Linked DNA regions of Mus musculus: regions 2, 3 and 4 are each linked to region 1. Evidence: chromatin contacts called from public capture Hi-C and promoter capture Hi-C data. All regions are on one chromosome and are shown on one strand. Each heading gives the region's core, a stretch centred on a gene start, on an enhancer-like site or on the middle of the called end of the contact. The rest is flanking DNA. Distances are from core to core; before and after follow the strand shown. Region 1 holds the start of Uqcc2 (ubiquinol-cytochrome c reductase complex assembly factor 2). Region 2 holds the start of Neurl1b (neuralized E3 ubiquitin protein ligase 1B). Region 3 holds the start of Snrpc (U1 small nuclear ribonucleoprotein C). Region 4 holds the start of Ergic1 (endoplasmic reticulum-golgi intermediate compartment (ERGIC) 1).

Region 1 (3,713 bases), core at 418-2,917:
GAGGAAGATCAGGGGTGGCTCAGTAGCAATAGGAGGCAGGTCTTGGGCGGAGGTGGGAAGGAGGCGGAGGGAGGGGTTTAATCTGAGCAGATCAGTGGGTGGTTTAAACAGGGAACACTCTCCACAGTTCCCGAGGTAAGGAAAGGGAACCTTGGCTGGAGTGCCATGCCAAGGTGAGGCGCTTGGTAGGCATGCCCCTAGAAAATTTCCCTGATCACCCCATTATGTTCCAAGCCCCAACACAGCCTCACCTTAGCTGTGTTAGCCATGAAGCTGGGTGGCTTTCCTGAGGTTCATTTACTCCCTACTTCCAGGCATTGAGGGCCCCGGGTGGGCTGGAAGCCACAAGGGCCCACCCAGGTATGGCTTTAAAGAGCACTCGCCTGGCCACAGCCAACTTGGGAGTCAGGGGTGGCGAGACCCCTTGCCCTGTCTTGGGCTGTAGGGGGAGTAACTTGATGGCAGCAAATGGTTCTCCCTTCCACCTGAGGTACAAGTGTGGTAAGAGGTTGAGAAAGGTGCCAGGGTGCCAGGGAAAGTTCGTGCCCACTGCCTCCTTCTGTGGTCTCCCTTCCTCTACCGGCTACACTGCAAGGGCTGGCCAGACAGACAGTCCCGTGAGCTGCCCCACCCCCACCCCAGGAATTGCTCCCTAGGTTGTGAATGTTGAGAGACATTAGGGTCTGACAGACCTAGTTTGGAATGTGGCTTTGTTCATTCATTCATTCATTGAGCACTAATTTACAGAGTGAGTTCCAGGACACCTGGGGCTGCACAGAGAAACCTTCTTTCTCAAAAGAAAAATCACACACACACACACACACACACACACACACATATGATACCCATGTGATATATATATTATGTTAAATTTTGCCATAATAAAAACACTCATTCTTAGAGCTAGAGAAATTAGTTATTAAGAGCATTTATTGCTCTTACAGAGAATCAGGTTCGGTCCCCAGAACTGACACATGTACATGGTGCAGGTAAACACTCATACATATTAGAATAAAGAAAACACACTATAAAAAAATTGTTTTAAAGATTTCCAGGCTGCAACAATGTTTTTGGTTCTTCATAAGAAACCGCTCCATGTGGTGAGCAATGTGACCGGGAGGCTGGAGATGTAGCTAAAGAACTCTATCAGAGGTCCATGTGGTAGAGATAAGTACAGGGTGATGAGTGTGAGTGGGGCAGCTGTGTGTGTGTGTGTGTGTGTGTGTGTGTGTGTGTGTGTGTGTGTGTGTGTGTGTACACGACGGACGGTGTGTGTGTGTGTGTGTGTGTATGTGTACACGACGGACGTTAAGATCAAACACATATCCATCCAATAACAACCTGTATTTACATGCAAATGTTTCGTTTATGCAAAACAGCAGAGGTCTCGGGGGAAGCTTTTTCAGTCTCGAGCTTGTGAAGTCATTGAAAACGAAGAGCAAAGCTTTCCCCAGGGTACACCGCGTTAGCTTTGCCCCTGGGAGCTGGGCGAGTACCAGAACCAAGAAGCTGAAGAGCTCAGACCTCGCTCTCAAAGGTGAGCAGCGCCGCTGCCTGGAGGGGTGTGGGCCGTTGGTAGAACTGCGCATGTCCACGGGGAAGGCCAGTGCGCCTTAGTGCGCACGCGCCCTCTGCGGTCTTGACTACTCCCCCCCAGGGGCGGGGCAAGCGGGGCCCAAGATGGCCGCTCTCCGCTACCGGCGTTTCCTTAAGCTCTGTGAGGAATGGCCAGTGGACGAGACCAAACGGGGCCGGGACTTGGGCGCTTACCTGCGGCAGCGGGTAGCGCAGGCCTTCCGGGAGGGAGAGAACACCCAGGTGACCGGAGGGGAGGAGGGTGGGCACGTCGAAGCGATGGGCGGCAAGGGTGGGGGATCTGCGCATGCGTCGGCCGCTGCCAGGCTGCACGTGCGCGAGGTACCCATCTTGCAGTTAGCTGCGGAGTGCGACGCCTTCTGCGCAGTTTCCTTCCTTGTCTGCACAGTGTAGTAGTCAGTGAAGCGGCCCTGAGGTCCAGATGCCACTAAAGAGTCAAATTGTAAGGCGGGGTTGTTTCTTCCTTACCATCGTTAATGTGTCTGCGAGCCCAGCCTATCCCCAGACACCTCCAGCTAAGCCTCACTGCCTTCCGTCACTGTGAAACTGAGTCTCCCACACAGGTCCCTTGTGTGAGTAGTAGACCTTCTCGCCCCACTCAGGTTTAGGTTACCTTACCAAGCACGGCCATGTGCATGCATAGAACTAGGTTAGTTTCCAGGGAAATCGCAGTGAATTAGATGAGGTCTTTCTCCTTTTGCCTTTGGATTCTTATTCAGGACACGAGGAACAAATAGACTCATAAGACAGTTCCAATGAGTACTCTGATCGTGGTAAATGTAACATTAGTCGGGTTCCTGAGGCTTGCCTGAGGAAGTTACACATAGGTCGGTCTCGAGGCAGGGAGACAGTGAACACTGACTGCACTTCGGGAAGGGTGGCCAGGCACTTCAGAGGAAACCAAACTGACATATTACAGAAAAGAAAGCAAGCCTACGGGTAGTGAGTGGCATGTCTACAGCTAAGATTTGAAGCTGAAGGAAGGCAGGAGCCAGGCACAATACAGATTTTTTTTTTTTTTTTTTTACCAACAGATATGTCTCTGTACCCTGTTAATGCAGTGCCCACTGGGGCCAGAGGAGGGCATTGGATCCCCTGGAACTGAAGTTAGAAGTGGTTGTGAGCCACCATGTGGGTACTAGGAATCAAACCTAGGTTCTTTTTAACTGCCCAGCCACCTGCACTAGGGGTCAGATCTTACCAGGAAGCAAGGGAGAAGCCACCGGGGACATTTAGTCAGGGGACTGACGTGCCCTGATTTTCAAAGGTTCCTCTGGTGCTCTGGCATTGGGGAACAAGGAGCTGCAGAGAGCCTGCCGTGGTAGCACCGGAAGAGAGAGATGCCGGTGGTGGTTTGGATAATGGTAGTGGCACAGGAGACAGAAGTAACAGAAAGCAGACCATAATGTGCGGGTCACATCAGCAGCGCGGGTGTCCTGGATGTGGGGTGAAGGAGAGGAACCAAGGACAGCTCCCAGATTTCCCCTTTTCTTTTTTTGGCTTGAGCAGCTGGTTGCTGAAACGGGAAAGACTTAGATGGAGCAGGTGGGGTGTGGGAAGTGCATCGCACATTTGACGTTGGAGGCTTTAAACTCCCAAGTGGAATGTCAAGTAGGCAGGAGGTTATTTGAGCACAGGGCTTAGGTAAGAGGTCAGAGGTGAGGAGTGTGATGCCCAGCACAGGTAGGTGGCCAGATGGATGACCCGTGAGATGGACCACGACCTGCCAAAGCAGGAACCAGCTAAACCAGCCTGCCTCAGGAGTGAGACGCTCCATCAGTGGCCACCTCATGCCTGCACTGCTGATTGTCACATGGATGGCAGGTCAGGCCCAGGGTCCCCACGTTGCGCTGGAGGTCTTCACTGACCCATACCTTACGGATCACAAGGCAAACCCTGTGGGCTTTCTAGGGCTGTGCTCCCTAATTTCCAGTATGAGCTTCCTGCGAACAGAGATGAAGCCCCCACTCTGACTCTCACACCCTGTCTAATGTGGTTCTTGGTACACAAGAGCGTCTCCAGATGTAGAGGAAGTTTCTGGGGCAGTGGTGAGGTGAGAGGGCAGACTGTGCCCTGTGTGGACACCCGCTCCTCACTCACAGTCCTTGGTCCGAAGC
Region 2 (3,713 bases), core at 753-3,252, 720 kb after region 1:
GCACTAGGTTCTGGGCCGGGCAAACCAGGGAATGAGACAATCAAGGCATGGAGTCTGTCCTCACAGAACCCCTAGAGAGTCACAAGAAGACACAGTGATGGTGCAGCACAGTCATACAAACACGAAGCCTTATGAAGGTGTCCCCATTAGGGCAGAGAGTGTAAGGTCCCTGGAAAAGGTGACCAGAGAACCTGGTGGTGAGACAAGAAAGAACAGTCCAGGTGTGAGAGGATGTAAAGATGCCAGAAGCCAATGGCAGGTGGATCTAAAAACAATATATAAGTCTTTACATTTTGGGCACCTGTTATCTGATGTGCCTCCTCACTGAGGGTAGGAGGTTCCCACACAGCATGAGGTGACCTGCCTTGACTCTGAGCCCCCAGCCTAGAGTGCTCCACCCACAGCATCAGACTCCAGGGGAATGGGCACCCCAGCAATGTGTGAGCACCTGGTGAGACAGCCTGTCCCTTGCCTTGCTCCAAGTGTGACCCACAGGTGGCAGAATGGCTTTTTAAAAAACCAACCAGAATAGCACAGGAATTCTAGTTGAGTATGTACTGTGTCTCCGTCATGGGCTTCTGTGACTGCCATCTCTGATGTGACCTCAGGTCCCTCCAGATCGGTGGCTGGGTCTCTTCAGCCTAGCAAGAAGCGGTTATCACTCTGTCTAGTACAGACCCAGGTTCCAAAGCCACCTCTGAAGCTGACCAGCCTGTGACTCCACCTGGCTGACCTTAGGAATGATCCAGTAAAAGCCACCCAGGGGCTTGTTAGTAGAAGGGGCTGTCTGTCTCCCCAGTGGTCCTTAGGTCTCAGGTTGGTCCAATCCCTTCCAGGGGAAGAGACAACTCTATTAGGATAACTGCCGGAGGAAGGGCTGTGGGGGTGTCAGAACAGAGATGGGGTGTCAGCTGGGCTGTGCTAAATCTGACCTACAGCCAACTTGCTTCTTCTCTGAACTACCCTCCCCCAACACACACACACACACACACACACACACACACAGAGAGAGAGAGAGAGAGAGAGAGAGAGAGAGAGAGAGAGAGAGAGAGAGAGAGCCTCTGCTTAAGGATGCTGCGAATGCCGAATGCCCAGTTTTATGCCCAAACACTTCTGAAGACTTGGGACACAGTGGGGGTGAGGGGCGGGGCAGACAGGCTGACAGGGCCCATGCAGTCTCCCACCACTGCCTGTCACCGGGTCATTTCTCCTGTACTGAGGTTAAACTTCTTGTGTAAAATCGGGGTGTCTTTTCTTAGGAGGACGATTCTTTGCAGACAGGCAGTGACAGCCTCGGCGCGCTGACATGTTCCACCATCACTAGGTATTTTCAGCGAGGCGTGGCGTCCCCCGGCCTCCGCACGCCCGCCCCACGCCCCTCGCCCACCGCCTTTCTCGGGTCTAGGAAATTCTAGGGCGCTTTTAACTAGGGGGCGATGCGCCCCACAGCAATGGCTCAGATGGGGCTGGGAGGGCCCCCAACAGAACGGACACCCGAACGGGGCGCAGCCGGGCGCGCGTGGGAACGCCGCCAAGAACTAGCACGTGTGCCGGGGGCGCCTGTGGACTGTACGCGGAGACCCGGGACACCCGCGCCCTGCAACCCCCCTGAAGGGTTCCGGCCGGGGGAAGCCCCGATACCTCCCTCCGGCTCGCTCATTAGCGACCTCCGGCTGGAACAAAGGCGTGGGGCGCACGGCCAAGGCCAGGAAAACCAGGAGGGGTCCGCACATCCCTGCAGGGGTGCGGCTCCGGGGCTCGGGCTCCGGCAACCAGGCTCTGGCTTGCACCCGGGCTCCGCGGCTGCGACGACCCGGGGAGGACCAGGCGCTCCGCGCCACTTCGGGGCGCGGCTCCGGGCGTACCTGGCAGGGTCCGGTGCACCGTGTTGCCCATCGCTACTCCGAGACTCGCGGCGCGGGGCTAGCTGGGCGGGCCGGGGGCCGCGGCCGGGCTGCGGGGCATTGCCGCTGCACCGGCGACCGGCGGGCGGCAGATGGGCGGCGCGGGCGGCGGCGGGAGGAGGCGGAGCCACCGGCCCGGGCGCGCCCGCCCCGCCCCCGCGCCCGCCACCAACCGTGCTTGGGCGGGGCTGGGGCCGCCGCCGCGTCTTTTGAAAGTTTGCACCGGTAGCGCGCTGGAGAGGCGGGGCTGGCCTCCTGCCCTCGTCGTTCCCGCGCGCACCGACCTTGCTCTTTTTGCCAATCGGGATGGGTCGCCGGGTGCCGAGTCCTTGTCCAGGCATTCGGCCACTTTGGGTGGTGCCTCGACTCAGGGACGACGCGCACACATGCAGGTCACGCCAGACAGTGTCAAGGGCTCCATGACAGTCCATCCAGGGTGAGATGGGGGTGGGGGGTAGGGATGGGGAACTTCTCCATCCCCTAGGCCGCATACCTAGGAGGAGAGACTTCAGTATGTAGTGGTTGTTTAGGGGGGGGGGCGGGACCCAGACTTGAGCTCACTGTGCCTTCTTCATTAAAGTACTGCCCACACCCTATGTACCAGGCCCTCTGCTGAGCCCCAGACGCAGTCCCTGCTCTCAAGGAAGAGAAAATTAGCAATCAAGATCACATAGTGGTCAAAACCAACAATAACATTGAAGTGTCAGATAGGGCCGGCTGAGGGTTTTTGAGAGAACGAGGTGGCATGTGAGGTGGGTAGTGTTGCCAGGAGGTACGAGGCGGCGGCGTTGGGGGGGGGGAGGGGGCTGAGAGGGGGAGGTGCATCCACTCCCACCGCATAAATCTTTTCTCAGAACCTTCCAGCCTTGGCTACTCTTCTATAAAAGGCCAGCTAGCCCATGCCACCCCTAGTCCAATTCACAGACTAACACACCAAGGTGGGGGAGGTGTAATGACTCTGTGAGGAGACCCAGTCCCTAACCATTACTTTCAGACTCCCATACTCAGTACTCTCGTCAGTTTAGGAAGCAGGGTTATTACCTCCACAGCACAGACAGGGTAAACCGAGGGTCAGTGGGTAGACGAGATGTCCAAACCTATCTCCCAGTGGCTGAGGGCAAGCTCCCTCTGAAACGGAGTAAAAAGAGGTGCTCAGAGGACCGCCTCCTGCCTTGGTTTCTCGTTGTCCTCAGACTCTCCTCTGTTGTTCCCCAGGAAGCCATGGCCAGACCTATTCTGTACTGAGTTTCTAATTCTCAATTACAAGTGCTCTCAGTTATTTAAAATTTCACCCCAAACTCTGGTGGGCAAAGGTACTTTAGCTGGGTAGGCCTTCACTCTGTATGACCCTGGGGTCCTTAGAGAGGTCGCCATTGCTATAAAAGGAGTTGAGGAATTTCACTTAGATAAAATGGCTCAGGGCAACAGGACTTTGTGGCGGCAGGGTGGGGAAGCTGCTGTTAAAAAGCCACTTTCAGAGCACTCCAGCAAGTGGCTGTGTTTCAGTCACCTCCCCAGATGTTCGCTGCAGCCACTGAACCCACCGCACCCCAACTGTTCTGGTGTGTGTCTCGGGGTGGGGAGGACATGTAGATTTGAAAGGCTGAGGTTGAGCCTCTCGGTCCCCATGTGGATGTGCTGTGGGGAAATGCTATGTCTTCCACGTCAGTGGCAACAACAGCAGACCACACAGGAAAAAAAAAAAAATCAGGACCAGGGAACTTCTTGAAGGTCCAGAGCTCTAAATTAGTGTGTTAAATAACATGAGCTTAAAGCAATGTTATCTTCAACATTGCTTTAAATGGAGCT
Region 3 (3,713 bases), core at 452-2,951, 710 kb before region 1:
TTTCAATGTCCTCATGTTTCTCTTTTTTTTTTTTTTTTTTTGGTTTTTCGAGACAGGGTTTCTCTGTATAGCCCTGGCTGTCCTGGAACTCACTTTGTAGACCAGGCTGGCCTCGAACTCAGAAATCCGTCTGCCTCTGCCTCCCAAGTGCTGGGATTAAAGGCGTGCGCCACCACGCCCAGCGTCCTCATGTTTCTCATGGGAAAACAGCAGCTTAAATATATTTAAGCCACACTATTAGGAGAATACAGTACTATAGGCTGGTCGGAGTGATGCAGGCCTTGAATCCCAGGCATGGAGGCAGCAGGACAGCCTGTTCTACATAAGTTCTAGGCCACCCAGGGCTACATAATGAAACCCTTTCCAAAAATAAATAAGCCAAGGAAGTGGTGGCACATAACTTTACTCCGTGCACTCAGAAGGCAGAAAGCAAGCAGCTCTCTGTGAGTTCGAAGTCAGCCTGGTTTACAAATTATTCCAGAAGATCTGTCTTGTTTCCTCAGGAGATTGGGGGGGGGGGGGGCAGATAAATAGATTATTTAAAACTATTAAAACCATAAAAACCAAATTTTGTTGTTGCTAAAGGTTGTTTTGATTTGCTTTTTTTTGAGGTAGGGTCTCCCACCATAGCCTTAAACTCACAGCAATGCTCCATCTCAGTGTACTAGGAAGACAGGCGCCAGGCCCTAACTTTGTTGCTGGGCCTTGTGGCTGCTACACACGGGGCAACACTAATCACATATCTCAGTTATTCCTCCTGATGATCAATAGTTAATGAGGTTCTCACAGGAGCTGAGAATGGAGCTGTACACTAAGACATTTCTTTCCATTTTAACCAGGCATTTGAATAATGTGACATAATCAAATCTGCAAGTTTGTAGGAACACACTCCTGGTTTGTTTGTTTTTTGTTTTGTTGGGCTTTTTTTGGAGGGTGGGGCGAGTTATTTTGACAAGGTCTCAATATGTATCCTTAACTGACCTGGAATTTGCCATCTTCCTGGCTCAGCCTCTCAAGTATTGACATTACAGGTACATGCAGTTTCTGTATACGCAAATGCTTTCCATCTTCAAGCTTGCTTAAAGTTTTATCATTCTGCAAATACCTTCAAATTGCAAAGACCTCACAAAAAGGGTGGGAAAAAACACCCGCTTCCTAATTACTTTCTAAGAAAGGTTGTCATAAAATTTCCAGGAGACTGTAATGCACACACCTGGACCTAAAGAAAAAGAATTTTGCATACAAGGCGTTTTAGGATTATAAAAAAGACCCGCCACTTACAGAATCGTGGGTAAGATACGTATCACAGTAGTCACAATAAAACCTGAAATGACAAAAGAAAACGTCAGCAATTAACAGCTGTCCAAACAAACAGACCCAAAACCCAACTTCCTCGGATTGTAAGTCAAACAAAGCGTCCTGACAGAATGCGAGGCTTCTGAGCGAGGGTCCGCGCCCACTCTGCCAGGATGGCCGGAGAGCCTGGGTCTCCACCCGCCATCCCTCGGAGGGGCTCGCCTTCCCCTCGGAACGTCCAGAACCCGAGGCCGCCGCCCTGCACCTTCACCAGGACCCAACTGACCACCGCAAGTCCGCTTGCTCCCAGGGCCACACTCACTTGGGCATGATGCTCCACAAGCCGTTGGCTACCCCGATCCCCGCCGCCAGGAACTGACGCACACAGGCTGCGCCGACGCGAGCAAAGGATGCAGACAGGAGGGGTAGGACTTCCGCTTCCGGCCTCTGCCCTACGGATGCTGTGGGTGCCTCTGAGGTTCAATCCGCGCTCACTTATTCAGGATTAGTTACTCCGTCTAGGAAGTGCGTAATTTAGTACTATCAACAAAAGGTTCCAAAACCCTGAGTCAGCAGTTCCTACGCTGCGAATCATTAATCCAGCTTCTCAAATTGTGGTGACCCCCCCAACCAGAAATTATTCTTGTCGCTATTTCATAACTGTAATTTTGCCACTCGTATGACTAGTAATGCAAATTATCGGTGTTTTCTGATGGTCTTAGGAGAAACCTGTGAACGGGTTGTTCGACCCGCAAAAGGTGTCACGACCACTGCTCTAGTATGTACCCAGCTCTTCTGTAAATGAGAAGTGAAAAAGGCAGAACCAAATCAGGTAAAAGTTCTCATTCTCCAAGACCTGATTAGCAGTAAGCTGAAATCGATCAGTGGCTGAGGGATCAAAGTCCTATGCTGGGGAAATGAAGCGGGGAAGAGCGCAGCTGAACATCAAGGAAGACAAAGAAAATGTAGAAGACGATCACTGAGAAATTGATCATTGTATTTGAGCAATTAAGACAGACGTGAATTGTAGGGACACACTCCTGGGTGAGTGGGGCGGGTCTCAAGTTTTAAACCCTGTCTCCCTGCTTCCTTCCTAGCTGTGCAATTTACTCTCTCTGAGCTTCAGTTTCCTTATCTGAAAAGTAAAGGTAATAACTTGTGCAGTTTAAGGAAGAATCAAATGTAAAAATGCTGGAAAGTAGCTGGAGAATTGGTGTAGCGATTAAGCATTTGTTGCTCTTGGAACAATCTAAGTTCGATCACCAACACTCCCCCGTGGTGACTCCCACCTGTCTGCAGCTCAAGTCTCAGGGTGTCTGATGGATCTTTTTTAATCCACTCCCAGCACTAGGCACATACATGGTGCACTTACAAACTAAACACCCATATACATACAATAATACAAAAATGAATTTAAGCCGGGCAGTGGTGGCGCACGCCTTTAATCCCAGCACTTGGGAGGCAGAGGCAGGCAGATTTCTGAGTTCAAGGCCAGCCTGGTCTACAGAGTGAGTTCCAGGACAGCCAGGGCTACACAGGGAAACCTTGTCTAAAATAAAACAAAATATAAAAAAAATTTAAATGTAAAGCTCATAGGGCATTTAGCGAAAGGTCTATGCACTTAGGCCACCATAAATGGTAGTGATTCTATAGACGTTGTTAGCAGTACATTGCCAACTAACAGGTCAAACTTAGAGTCTGTTCTCTCAAACAAAGTGGATTGCCTTTTAACTTGAACTCCAAAGAATGAGAGAGGAGGGAGGAGTCATACTGCTGTCTCTCTCTCTCTCTCTCTCTCTCACACACACACACACACACACACACACACTTGGGGGGGCAGGGAGAGAGAGAGAGAGAGAGAGAGAGAGAGAGTCAGAAAAGTTACTATCCCTAGGCTGGTTTGCAAAATTCAATTCAAATGTGATATCACTTGAAAGCAGTGATTTTCATTGTCACCTTCAGATAACTTTGGTCCTTATTAGTTCCTTAAATAACCTAGACCTTTGGCGGGGTGGTTAATCGTAGCACTCAGGAGGCAGAGGCAGGCAGATCTCTGATTGAGGTCAGGCTGATGTACAGAGTGAGGTCCAGAACAATCAGGAATACACAGACAAACCCTGTCTCAAAAAATAAATTAAAGCCGGGCGTGGTGGCTGTATTAGTCAGGGTTCTCTAGAGTCACAGAACTTATGGACAGTCTCTAGATAGTAAAGGAATTTATTGATGACTTACAGTCGGCAGCCCAATTCCCAACAATGGTTCAGTCGCAGCTGTGAATGGAAGTCCAAGGATCTAGCAGTTACTCAGTCTCACGCAGCAAGCAGGCAAAGGAGCAAGAGCTCAACTCCCTTCTTCCAATGTCCTTATATTGTCTCCAGCAGAAGGTGTAGCCCAGATTAAAGTTGTGTTCCACCACA
Region 4 (3,713 bases), core at 811-3,310, 570 kb after region 1:
GGCGGAGCCTTCCTTCACAGTGAGTCCTAGAGCTCTGCTATGTCAACGTCTGAAAGAGAAGAAAGACATGGGCTGGACCCACAGCTCACCCTGCGTGAGGAGATCGAACGGTGGGGAATCCATTCTTACTGGTCTCCAGTGAGCCCCAGCAAGCAAGGACTTTCTCAACTGGCATTAGTGGGAACCCTGTGGCACCCGGGCACTCAGGGCCTGAGACACATCCAGAAAGCCCCAAGGCAGTAGCAGCCGAAAGTTGAGCGGTGTGCTCCTTAAATATCAATGCCTTAAACTAGTCAGTAATAAGCAGGCCCTGACAAGGCTAAAGCTGGCCCCAGCTGTTTTCCTTTTTTTTTTTTTTTCATCTCACCTGCCCCCAGCCCCCAAACTTCCAACTGGAGCCCAGATCTGCCCAGCCCTTCCAGCATGCAGGCGGGGCATGCAGGCGGGGCAGAGAACTGACAAGATGAAGTAACCAGAACAGTTACTTCTTTAACAAACTCAAAATCCCTAGGACTTGCAGAACCGTGTGGGGACAGGAGGGTTGGGACCCTTTCCGGTCAGCCCTGGGAGGTTTGAGGGGGGGGCCTGGATGTGCCCACTGCCCTTCTTTCTGCATGGGCACACTGTGGTAATGGGTGTCCCTAAAACTGGCTCAAAGCCCTCTCGGTTCAAAGCTACCATGGTCTGTATGCTTTTGTCTAAGCCCAGGTATGGACCCCGGGGCTACCTCAAGCAAGCAGGAAGCTGGTTTGCCAGATAGTACCAGTGCCCAGAGTGAGCTAAAAACCACTTTGGCTGGTTAAGAGGTCTGAAACCAATGTCCTCTCTGGGCCCTGACCCCAGGTTGCCCATATGCCACCACATGATCCGAATCTTGGGCCGTTTTTAGATTGGTTGTCACTCTGTTCTGCCTCTATACACATCAGTAAGAGGGGGAGGATGAGGGGAAACTGTGACCAATGGAGGAATACCCGTTCTCTGGCTGTGGGGAGCGCTCACAGATCTCCTCAGTCACAGATGCCCTACTTCTGAGTTCCATGTGATGGAGACTGGGTCAGGGGTGCCTTACAATCCCTGTCTTTCAGGTGGTGACCTTATTTTTAGTACCAATTTGCAAGAGGTGAAACCAATATTTTGAGCATGCCCAGACACCTGCTGGGGTTAGCCAGCTGAGCGGTGAGGGGCTGCACCCTAAGCCTTTGCTTCTAACATTGAGAATCTACTAAGCAGCTGGGTAGAGAGGTACAGCCAGGCTTCTAATCCTTTTGCTCCAAAGTATCCCAACAGCCCAGAGCATCTCAGAGCGTCTTATGTCAAGGGAATGTCTGGTGGGGAGGCCCTTCCCATGCAGGCTTCCAGAAGGCCTGGCCCTATACAATGGTGTTCCAGGAGGCAAAGAACCTTCTGCAGAACCTCGAGATCCCAGCATCCTCCTCTTCCCGCACTGTCCCCATGGCTTGCGGGAACAGGCCTCCACATCTGGTAGGTAGAGGATTCTCAGGCTCTGAAGAACTAAGCTTCTCCAACTGCTGCCAGATTGAATGGGGCTGCAGCCCTCAGATCCCACCGGGCAAAGCCAGGCGCGCGGCCCCACCTGTCAGCCAGGACAGGGTCCACTAGGGAAGACTGGGGAGAAAGCCTGAGGATGCCTGAGCTCCTTTTATTTGGGATTTGGGAGGAGATTTGGTTCCCAGGTTGGGGGAGGGGAATGAAAGATGTCAGGGGCAAGCTGGGGACACCGCGCCGTGGAAAACAGAGTGCGAGGGCTTGCCAGGGCTGCACGAGGGGTGGGGGTAGGGCTCGAACCCCGAGGAAGGCCGCGGTCCCCTAGGGCCTGCCGAGGCGTGCACAGTGCACCAGGGTCGCATTTGCACGTAACGGGGGGTGGGGGGTGGTCGTCGCCGGCTGCAGAGGGCCTCGGGCCCGGGGCCTCACTCACCTCCTGAAGTCAAAGGGCATCGTGCCGCCGAGCCGGTGGGAGCGTTGCAGGCCAGGCGGGCCGCAGCGCCGCGTGGGTCCGAGCCCGCTGCCAACGCCTCCTCGGCCGCCCCGCCCCCGCCAGCCTGCCCGACACTCGCCACTCGCCTCCCGCCGCCGGGAAGTGACGCTCCACGCAGCCCATTGGGCGCCGCCACATCCACCGGCCGCCCCTTCCGCCGCCCCATTAAAGGGGCCCGAGGGCCCGCTGAATGGGAAGGCCCGAGAGTGGGATGCTACCCAAGCCCAGGTCTCCAAGACTCCCGCTTTGGTTCTTTTTGGCCTCTGATCTTTTTTCCTAGCGTAAGTGGGGCCTCAGGACAAATCGCTCTGCCTCAGGCAGTGGGTTTTGTGCTTGTAAAACAAAGCCATTGCGTTGTGAAGATCAGAGAAAAATGCTACAAATTGCGGGTCCATGCTTGGTGCTAGTTCTGGGTGAAGGTTAAAACTGGGGGATGGGCAACGCAGTCCTAGATTGAGAAAGTCCACCCACCTCCCACCCATCCCTTGCTTCTTAGGAAAAGCCATCTGGCTCCCGAGATCCACCACCACCCCTTTCTCTATCTGTATAACTGTTAATCCCACTTTTCAACTTTTCATAGGTATCAAAGGAGGTAGTTGGGGCCCTGCTTTAGTGAACAGCCTGGCATCTAGTGACAGCTTCTCCACCTGTTAGAGTTGGGCTTAGCTAGCCACTTCTATCATCTTTCTTCGGGATTGATGCCAACCAGTACTCGTTGAGCATCTACCAACCTGAAGTCAGGAACTTGCAGGGTTATCCAGAGGCTCTGAGTTTGCACGGTTAGAAATGGTAACATACCGCTGATTGCCCCTAGGAGCCTCCATTCTCAGAAACACAGAAGTACAGAGGAAAACCTCCCTCAACTTGCTGGGCTAGAGGAGGAGGCAGCTGAACTCTAAACTTTTTGTGATTGGCTGGTCTTAGTTGTCAATCTGACATACCTGGAAGAGATTGAAGAAATGGCTCCACTACATTAGCCTAAGGGCTTGTATGTGTGTAAAGTTTTCTTAGTTCCTAAGTAATGATGTAGGAAGGCCCAGCCCTCTATGGGTAGCAACATTCCTAGGATGGGATCCTGGGATCAGAAAGCTACTGCATATGAGCAGTGGAGCCCATTAGCAGCCTTCCATCCTCCACAGGTCTCTGCTTCAGTTTCTGCTTCATGGTTCTTTTTTTTTTTTTTTTTTTTTTTTTTTTTTTTTTTTTTTTTTTTTTGTTTGGTTTTTTTGAGACAGGGTTTCTCTGTATAGCTCTGGTTGTCCTGGAACTCACTTTGTAGACCAGGCTGGCCTCGAACTCAGAAATCCACCTCCCTCTGCTGGGATTAAAGGCGTGCGCCACCACGCCCGGCCCTGCTTCATGGTTCTTACCTTGAGTACCTACTTACCCAGACTTCACTCCCTGAAGGGCGTGTGGATGTATGAGCCAGATAAACCCTTTGCTCCCAGAGCTGCTTTGGTGGGAGTTTATCACAGCAGAGAAAAAGCAAACTAGGACACCCATGTAGGGGAAATCTGACTTCTGAACTTCCCTGGGTTCTGCTGCTGATGCCTTCTTCAAAGCTGCGATTTAAGACAACAACTTAAGGAGAAAAGTGGGGATCCAAGTTCAAAAGGCAGGATGGGCAGGGAGGCAGTGTCCTGACATAAAAAGCTCCTTGGTTTCCTGAAGGATAAGCGGGCAGCAAGATTCAGGGTCTGCAGTGATGGGCGAT

Evidence for each region. Promoter capture Hi-C pulls out the DNA fragments that hold promoters and counts their contacts. Capture Hi-C pulls out chosen DNA fragments and counts their contacts.
Region 2: a capture Hi-C map of macrophages shows a contact between it and region 1, with 3 times the contacts expected there. The contact joins the promoter of Neurl1b here to the promoter of Uqcc2 in region 1. A contact is called at or near these places in 4 of 39 promoter capture datasets (liver, neutrophils and pre-B cells), 1 of 115 datasets of contacts at active chromatin or transcription factors (pancreatic cancer cells) and 1 of 9 other capture datasets (macrophages).
Region 3: a contact with region 1 is called in a promoter capture Hi-C map of pre-B cells, with 2.4 times the contacts expected there. The contact joins the promoter of Snrpc here to the promoter of Uqcc2 in region 1. A contact is called at or near these places in 3 of 39 promoter capture datasets (the 3T3-L1 cell line, hippocampal neurons and pre-B cells) and 4 of 115 datasets of contacts at active chromatin or transcription factors (astrocytes, large pre-B cells, memory CD8 T cells and 1 more).
Region 4: a promoter capture Hi-C map of pre-B cells shows a contact between it and region 1, with 4 times the contacts expected there. The contact joins the promoter of Ergic1 here to the promoter of Uqcc2 in region 1. A contact is called at or near these places in 1 of 39 promoter capture datasets (pre-B cells) and 3 of 115 datasets of contacts at active chromatin or transcription factors (memory CD8 T cells, microglia and pancreatic cancer cells).

Annotation. Positions count from the first base shown.
Region 1 is chr17:27,131,845-27,135,557 of GRCm38.p6, reverse strand. Uqcc2 (ubiquinol-cytochrome c reductase complex assembly factor 2) reads left to right here and starts at 1,667. Exons shown (of 4, transcript NM_026063.2): 1 at 1,667-1,818. The coding sequence starts at 1,681.
Region 2 is chr17:26,413,148-26,416,860 of GRCm38.p6, reverse strand. Neurl1b (neuralized E3 ubiquitin protein ligase 1B) reads right to left here and starts at 2,002. Exons shown (of 5, transcript NM_001081656.3): 1 at 1,866-2,002. The coding sequence starts at 1,896.
Region 3 is chr17:27,838,075-27,841,787 of GRCm38.p6, reverse strand. It overlaps Snrpc (U1 small nuclear ribonucleoprotein C), which reads right to left and starts at 1,701. Exons shown (of 6, transcript NM_011432.2): 1 at 1,619-1,701; 2 at 1,282-1,324. The coding sequence starts at 1,626.
Region 4 is chr17:26,559,859-26,563,571 of GRCm38.p6, reverse strand. It overlaps Ergic1 (endoplasmic reticulum-golgi intermediate compartment (ERGIC) 1), which reads right to left and starts at 2,060. Exons shown (of 10, transcript NM_026170.3): 1 at 1,940-2,060. The coding sequence starts at 1,959. 1700049J03Rik (a long non-coding RNA gene) reads left to right here. Exons shown (of 4, transcript XR_001782188.2): 1 at 1-1,482.